2 separate regions of the Strix aluco genome follow, and region 2 is linked to region 1. Evidence: chromatin contacts called from public Hi-C data. All regions are on one chromosome and are shown on one strand. Each heading gives the region's core, a stretch centred on a gene start, on an enhancer-like site or on the middle of the called end of the contact. The rest is flanking DNA. Distances are from core to core; before and after follow the strand shown.

Region 1 (3,378 bases), core at 390-2,889:
GCTGGCATCCAAAACCAAAGGTGCCCAGATCGTTGGGTACATTTATAAACCTTGGTTAGGACACAGTAGAATATGGATTAATGTGCGATCGATTTTGAACTCCCTCTTTTTAAAAATTATTACATATGCTGCAAGTTACAGTATAGGTATTAATTTAAAATAAAAAGCATATAAAATGGCTAAATTCTTTTTAATTTTTACTTAATGATGATTTGAACCAGGTTATCCAATTATATCATCCGATTATATGTTTTGAAGAATTGTATAAAGGTGGGTGGTGAACTGGCAGCTAAGCAAAATGTTGATTGAAGTTTACAGCATTTAATGGAAATTATTCTTTCCTAATCCTGAAAGGCATGTTAATTCAAATATATATTTATTAATTATTTTTACCATTAATTTATTTCTGCTTCAGTACTAGAATCCTCAACATGTATTCTGCGTGGTATTTTCAGTAATGCATGCAATCTAGAGTTAATAATGTGTCAGTTCAACTGAAGTGTGCCCAAGTGTGGAATTTAATCTTAAGAGTCTAAAATTTGGAGGTTCAATGACCACCAGCTTGCTAAAACATACACATAGGCCACCGCAGCATGTGACGTATTTATTCATTTTGTGGATCCCCACAGACCCAAATGCATTTCTTGCGTAATGTGACTAAATATTTCACTCCAGAAATGAAGTTGGTGATCTGGTGATCACTTGCTTATTTTGATAAATTCCGATGTTAATATTATTTGAATACAGTAATTTCATATCCACCTAGAACAACCTGCATTTTCCTTTCATATGGAAAGTGGGACTAAACTGAAATTAAGCACGATGCAAAGGAACATTACCTGAAAGGTGACTTGGAAATGAAAAAATGGATTTAAGTCGTTTTTAGTGAAAACTAAATCATAAACTTTAAGTTTCATGGTCTAGAGACTGAAGACAGCAGTATTTTCACTGAGTTTTTGTTGCAGCCTATAAAAATGATTAAGTAAAAATGAGAGAAAAAACAAGAAATTGATGCCTTGAGAGGGGGACTTCAGGTGGCTTTCTGAGCCTTTGCTGTTAGTAGCTTCGTAACAGACACTTTGGTGGAAAAAAATAATCCTTTGACAAGGATTTAACATCCTTCCTTTTCCAGTTGTTGAGGAAACTCCCTGTTATAGTCATTCAACGATATGATTCATCGAACTACTCCATCACATGCCTCGCATTTCCTAGCTTCTCCATTTAGGATTTACTTACACACCTGTGGGGTTTAAAAAAAAAAAAAAAAAAAAAGCCTTCCTTGTTTCTTTCTCTTTTTTGCCACCGTGCCAGGTGCGGCGGGTGCGCCTCCCGCCTCTCCCGGGCGTGAGTCAGCGCTTTCCCGGGGGGAGGTGAGGAGGCCTCGCAGCCGGGCGGGATACAAAGACCCGGGGCCTCGTTGCCGCCTCCCGCCAGGCGCCCCCTCCTCCTCGTTCATGAGTAACGGGGACTGCGCCGCGCCGGGACCCCCCGCCGACCCACGGCCGTGGGAGGCTCCGGGGTGCGCGTGGCGCCTCGGGAGCGGCGGCCTCACCCCGTCCCGTCCCCCCGCTGCCGCCTCAGCCGGGCCCGCCCCTCTCCCAGTCTCCTTCGCGGCTGCGCCCCCCCCTCCCCGAGCCAGGCGGAGCCGGAGCTGGGAGCGACGTCGTTCCTTGCCGCCGCCTCTCCCCAGTGACCGAGGGCACCGGCGCTCCCCGGCGGGACCCCGTCTCCGGCCGACGCCCGACGCCTCCTCCCCGCCGTCGCCTCTGCTGGAGCCGGCGCTGCCCGCGAAGCAGCCATGAGCTGGGGCACGGAGCTGTGGGTGAGTCCCGGCTCGCCTCTCATTGTGTCTGGGATTCGGCGCCTTCCCTTGTCTGCGGCGGCTTCCCCGGGGGAGGCGCCGAGCGGCCGGGGCCGAGGCGGTCGCCGAGGCGCTTTGTTCGGCGCTGGGGCGGCGGGCACCGGGCGGGGGAGGTTGGCGGGGGGCGGGGGGGGTCGAGATGCGGGGGGCGGCGTAAGGGCTGGGGAGGGGGCGGCGGGTCGGGGAGCGCCTCGTCCGGGGTGCGGGCGCGCGCGCGCGCGCGGCCATGGCGCGGGCCGGCCGGGGGCGGGGGGTGGGCGCGCGCCGCCTCGCCCTCCGCCGTTCGCCCGGTAACGGCCGCGGCCGGTCGCGCTCCTTTGTGCGCGCCCCCCGCCTTCCTCCCCGGGCAGAGGAGGGCAGGGCGCTCGGTGCGAGGCGGCGGGGGCCGGCGGCGTGCTTGGGGGTGGCGTGGGGCGGGGTCCCGGCGCGGCTCGGGCTGGGGCCGGGGCCGCGGCCCGCTCCGGGTCCCCTCTGGGCGGCGGGGCCGGGCGGGCGCAGCGCTGCTGCTCTCCCGAAAACCGCCGGGCTGCTGTGACGAGAGGAGCGTTTTGAGCTGTCGCCCCTAATTGGAAGCAGCTATTGTATAGCTTTGTCTCTAAAGGCAACCCAGAGCATTGGCTAATACTGTATTGTATTTCTTTTTTTTAAAAAATACGAAGAATTGGCAGCAAGGAGACAGACAGTGTCTGTGGGCCTGTGGCTGCGCTGCGTTAGATCTTTTCTTCAACCTCCCCTCCTCCTCTGAAGGGTTTTTGGCAGTGCCAAGGGCAATAAAGAAGGGGCTTCTCCCGAGGGAATCTGCCGGAGTGAAGCACAGTGATTGCCTGCTCGCAGGCAGTTATGGGATGTTTTATTTTCTCTTGTCGGATTTCCTAATGTTGCTGCTATAACTGGAGCTGACACTGATCGTGGGAAAGCTTAACCAAAAAAAAAAAAAAAAGTACCAGGGAAGGTTTAACGTCGTCCCCGTTTTAAATGCTGCCTGCCCTTCGTGTATTTGCTTTTAAAGGCTGTGAAGCACAGACAAAGCTCAGAAAAAATAAATTGTAGAGGGCTAAACATTGCAGCTTGAAGTCTGTTCAGGAACTCTTAACTTGGACCTATCGTTTACTTTTTTTCTTTTTTTTTTTTTTTTTTTTCATTTGTAGTTGAATTAAATTCCTTTATCAGTAGTTTCTAGTACAAGGCTATTGGTCTCTAGAGGAGCAAAGATCTGCTCGGCAGCGAGACAACTAGTTCTCCGAGTGAGGTGGGGAGCCAAAGGCAGGCTGTGGCACTGCGGTCACAGTGTGTGGGCGGGGTATAGGAGTTGGGCCAGTGAAGCTCCTGAAGCCACCTGAGTAAGTCGTGTCCGGCTATGCAAAATGAAGATGTAATAGCATTGCATCGAGTGTACTACATGGAGAAGCCTGATTTAAAGATATTTAGGGGTTACTTTAGTGTTTTGTACAGTACCTTGTACTTAACTAGTATTTATAGGCATGATGAGAATTCAGATAAAATACACTTGTGAAGTA
Region 2 (3,378 bases), core at 574-3,073, 170 kb after region 1:
GAAGGGAAAATCTTGTTTTTACTGAACCCCCTGGGGGTTTTACTGTGATTCTAGAACAGATAGAGTTCAGTCATTGCTCCCTTTAAAGGATTTAGGAATAGACATTCACAGTATTTGGAACAATGATCCATATACTGGAATGCTTTCACCCACATTGAAAATATTGTTACGTAATAGAATATTATTTCCCTAATTTATTTTCTTTTTTGTTCTTTCCATTTAAAAGGGGTTTTGTATTGTCTCCAAAATATTCTCAGTTACTAATTTCCAGGTGTGATTCCCACATCCTATTTCTTTACCTGTCAACAGACAATAAGTTGCTGCAGTGTGTAGCAGAGATTGCATGGACATGTTTTTACTGGTTACCTATATCTTATCTTTCAGATTCCTGCTGAGTATTTTTTTTTTTTGTCTCATGTGGCATTGGAAAGCCAGCAAAACACTGCAGTGCATGGGATGCCCCGGAAACATAACCACAGTTTACCAGGTTCCTTTAATTCAGATGCTATTGTTTAAAAACAAAACCAAAACCCCTGTATTTAGACTGTCCCTAAAAACCTACAGGGCTGGAAACCACCAGTGTTAAAATAACTTGGTTCCAAGTAATTTTGGAACTGACCCTGTGTAGTTTCCATATCCTTGATGCTATGACTGTGGTTTTTGCCTGAAATGTTCACGTTTACTCCAGAAGTAGTGGACTGCTGTTAAAAGCACATTATAGACAATTGCAATCTGAGAGATGTTTGTATTTGTCAAAGCAAAACCATTTGATACAATTCATCAATGTATCACCTTCACCTGTGTAAAACGGCCGACTCCTATAAAGACATCCTTATGCAAATTTATAGATGTTTAGCAGAGCAGTTCCCCAATATAAGGCAATTGTGGAATATAATTATATTCCCCCAAAGATAGGGAATAATATTAAAAACGCTCAAGTGGGATGACGACAAGTATTTTATACTGATTACCGATGGAGTTAAAGTCAGTCTTTCACAAGAAATCATGACGTAGCCCCATGGCGAGTGCTGAACAGCGAGCTCTGGGCCCCACCCGGGACCCGGCCCTGGGCAGCGCTCAAGCGGCGCGTAGAGGCTGCTCGAGACTCGTTTATACAGCGGAACTAAGCCTACTCATACTGGTTTGAAAAAAAAAGGAAAAAAAAGACAAAGAAAAAAGGTAAAGCGTTCCTCGCTGGCGCCTGAACTCCGCTGCTCGCGGAGCCCAGGGCCAGCCCCCCGGAAGGCAGCGCGGCGCCGGCCGGGAGCGCTGCGCGCAGGCTCTATGGGCGGCGTGCAAACGCTCCAACAGGTGGCTCCGTGGCGCAATGGATAGCGCATTGGACTTCTAGAGGGTGAAGGGATTCAAAGGTTCCGGGTTCGAGTCCCGGCGGAGTCGTGTCTGCCCTTTTCCTTTTTTTTTTTTTTTTGGTTGGTGGTTTGCGGGTTTTTTTCCTTCCCCCTCCCCTTCCGGTTGAAACCTTTTTACCCCACTCTCCAGTCCCTTACCTCACCGCCGGAGCGATCCGGTCAACCGCCCTGGCGCTTCCCGGCGGCCGGCTCCCCTCAGCGCGGCTCTGCGGTCCCGCCTGCCGGCGAGCGGGGAAGGCTGGGAGCGGGCGGGGACAACGGCCGCAGCCTCCATCGAGCGTGGCAGCGCCGCGGCCGTCTCCGCTCGAACCTCCGCCGGGCCCCAGCGACGTGAAGATGCCTCACCGCCAGCGAGAAGGGTGGAGGGCCGAGGACGGGCGCCGCGGCGAGCGGCGGGAGAAGGGCTCTCCTCCTCCTCCTCGCCCCCTCGCCGGCCCGCAGGCGGCGGCGCGCGGCGCCCCGTGCAGCCCCGCGCGGCGGGCAGGGCCCGCGCGGCAGCAGCCGGCCGCGGGGGCGGCAGCGCGCGGCCCTGTGGCGGCCGCAGCACCCGCCTGACCAGCCGCCCGGAAGCAAAGCCCCGCCGCAGCGGCAACCCTGTGGAAACCCGTCAGTGCCCACAGACCCGCCTGCTGGTGCTGCTGCCCTTCTAGGACAGTCTTCGGAAATTATTTTCCTCGAAAAATAAAAACTGTCTTTCCTGGAGGCACCTCAGGGATGCCCGCGATACACTTCTGGCTAAAGTTATTGTCAAGCAACGCAACAAGCCCACAAAATGCAGTAGACTAAACTGAAGCATTTTAACACTTGAATCAACACCATCTTTTCTTCCTAACTTACACATATCTCTAAATAGAAGATGAGCCATTTTAAAAACAAAAAAATTGGTAAAACGTAAAACAGTAGCAGCACTAAACAAACCTTGATTTTTCTCAAGATTGCGTAAATTCATCTGATTCATTATTAATGAATCAATTTGTGGGGTTCTTTTAGAAACTATTTTTAATCCTGCATGTGTGACTACAGGGTCTTTTTCGAACTGTAATAATGTTTTATTTAAAAGCAATAAAGGAAAAAGTCCACATAACTGAAAAAGAAACCCACCATGAGGAACATTAACTATCACTTTTACAGCACAGTAACCCACTCAAGAATGCCATCTAGCTACAAAATATATATAGCCCTTTACAGAAACATCAGACTTTCTCAGAATTTGCAGATAAATGGCAAAACCAAAACCTCTCTACGTTAACCTTGTAAAAAGCAACCACATCATATGACAGAAGACAAAATGTTCCTCCTTGTTCAGTCACTTCCAGCAATGCATTTCAGTCCAAATACTATTTCCCTTTCACTTTTTGTATTTAAGGATAGCTTAATAAAATTTGTTTAGTTCCTAGTGAAAAAAAATTGAAGGCAGAGGCTTTTACATATACATGTTCGCATGTTGCAAGCAGTATTTACATAATCAATACTCTAAAAAAGCAGGTTAAGAGCTACAGTCCAAAAGAAAATGAGAAAATTGCTGTCTCCATTCTTGTTGGTTTTCAAGACCCGACTGTATAAAGCCCTGAGCAACCTGGTCTAACCCTGCTTTGAGCAGGAGGCTGGGCAGGGCAAGCTCTCATCATGGTCCCTTCCAACCTGCGTTATGGCAGGATTCCAAATCGCAGCAAGACCTAGGTGGGCTCCTGGGATAAAGACAGGACTATAATAATTAAGAGATCAAAAATAGTTTTATCATATGGAAAACAGCAATGATAAGAAGGCACCTTCAGTTTTAAGGAGACTTAAGTTGACTGCAGAGAGAAGATTAAAGACCTCCAAAGAAGGAAAAATGAAGAAGTATGAACAATGAGCACAACAGAGGAAAGTGAGAAGTATTTTAGTTCTGTTCCTAAACTAACCATGCCTACTAGTGGCACCACACCAGCAACACCTCAGCCACTGTCAGCCTAATCCCTTTTCCTTATAGTCTTTTGGTTGTGACATCTAGGAGATGGGCTGTACA

Evidence for each region. A called contact is a pair of places that touch in the nucleus more often than the background predicts.
Region 2: a contact with region 1 is called in a Hi-C map of brain, with 6 times the contacts expected there. The contact joins the promoter of BCAR3 here to the promoter of FNBP1L in region 1. A contact is called at or near these places in 2 of 2 Hi-C or Micro-C datasets (brain and heart).

The regions. Positions count from the first base shown.
Region 1 is chr8:19,436,802-19,440,179 of bStrAlu1.hap1, forward strand. It overlaps FNBP1L (formin binding protein 1 like), which reads left to right and starts at 1,640. Exons shown (of 16, transcript XM_074832521.1): 1 at 1,640-1,822. The coding sequence starts at 1,799.
Region 2 is chr8:19,606,682-19,610,059 of bStrAlu1.hap1, forward strand. It overlaps BCAR3 (BCAR3 adaptor protein, NSP family member), which reads right to left and starts at 1,824. Exons shown (of 14, transcript XM_074832522.1): 1 at 1,509-1,824. It overlaps TRNAR-UCU (transfer RNA arginine (anticodon UCU)), which reads left to right and starts at 1,314; the gene lies at 1,314-1,398.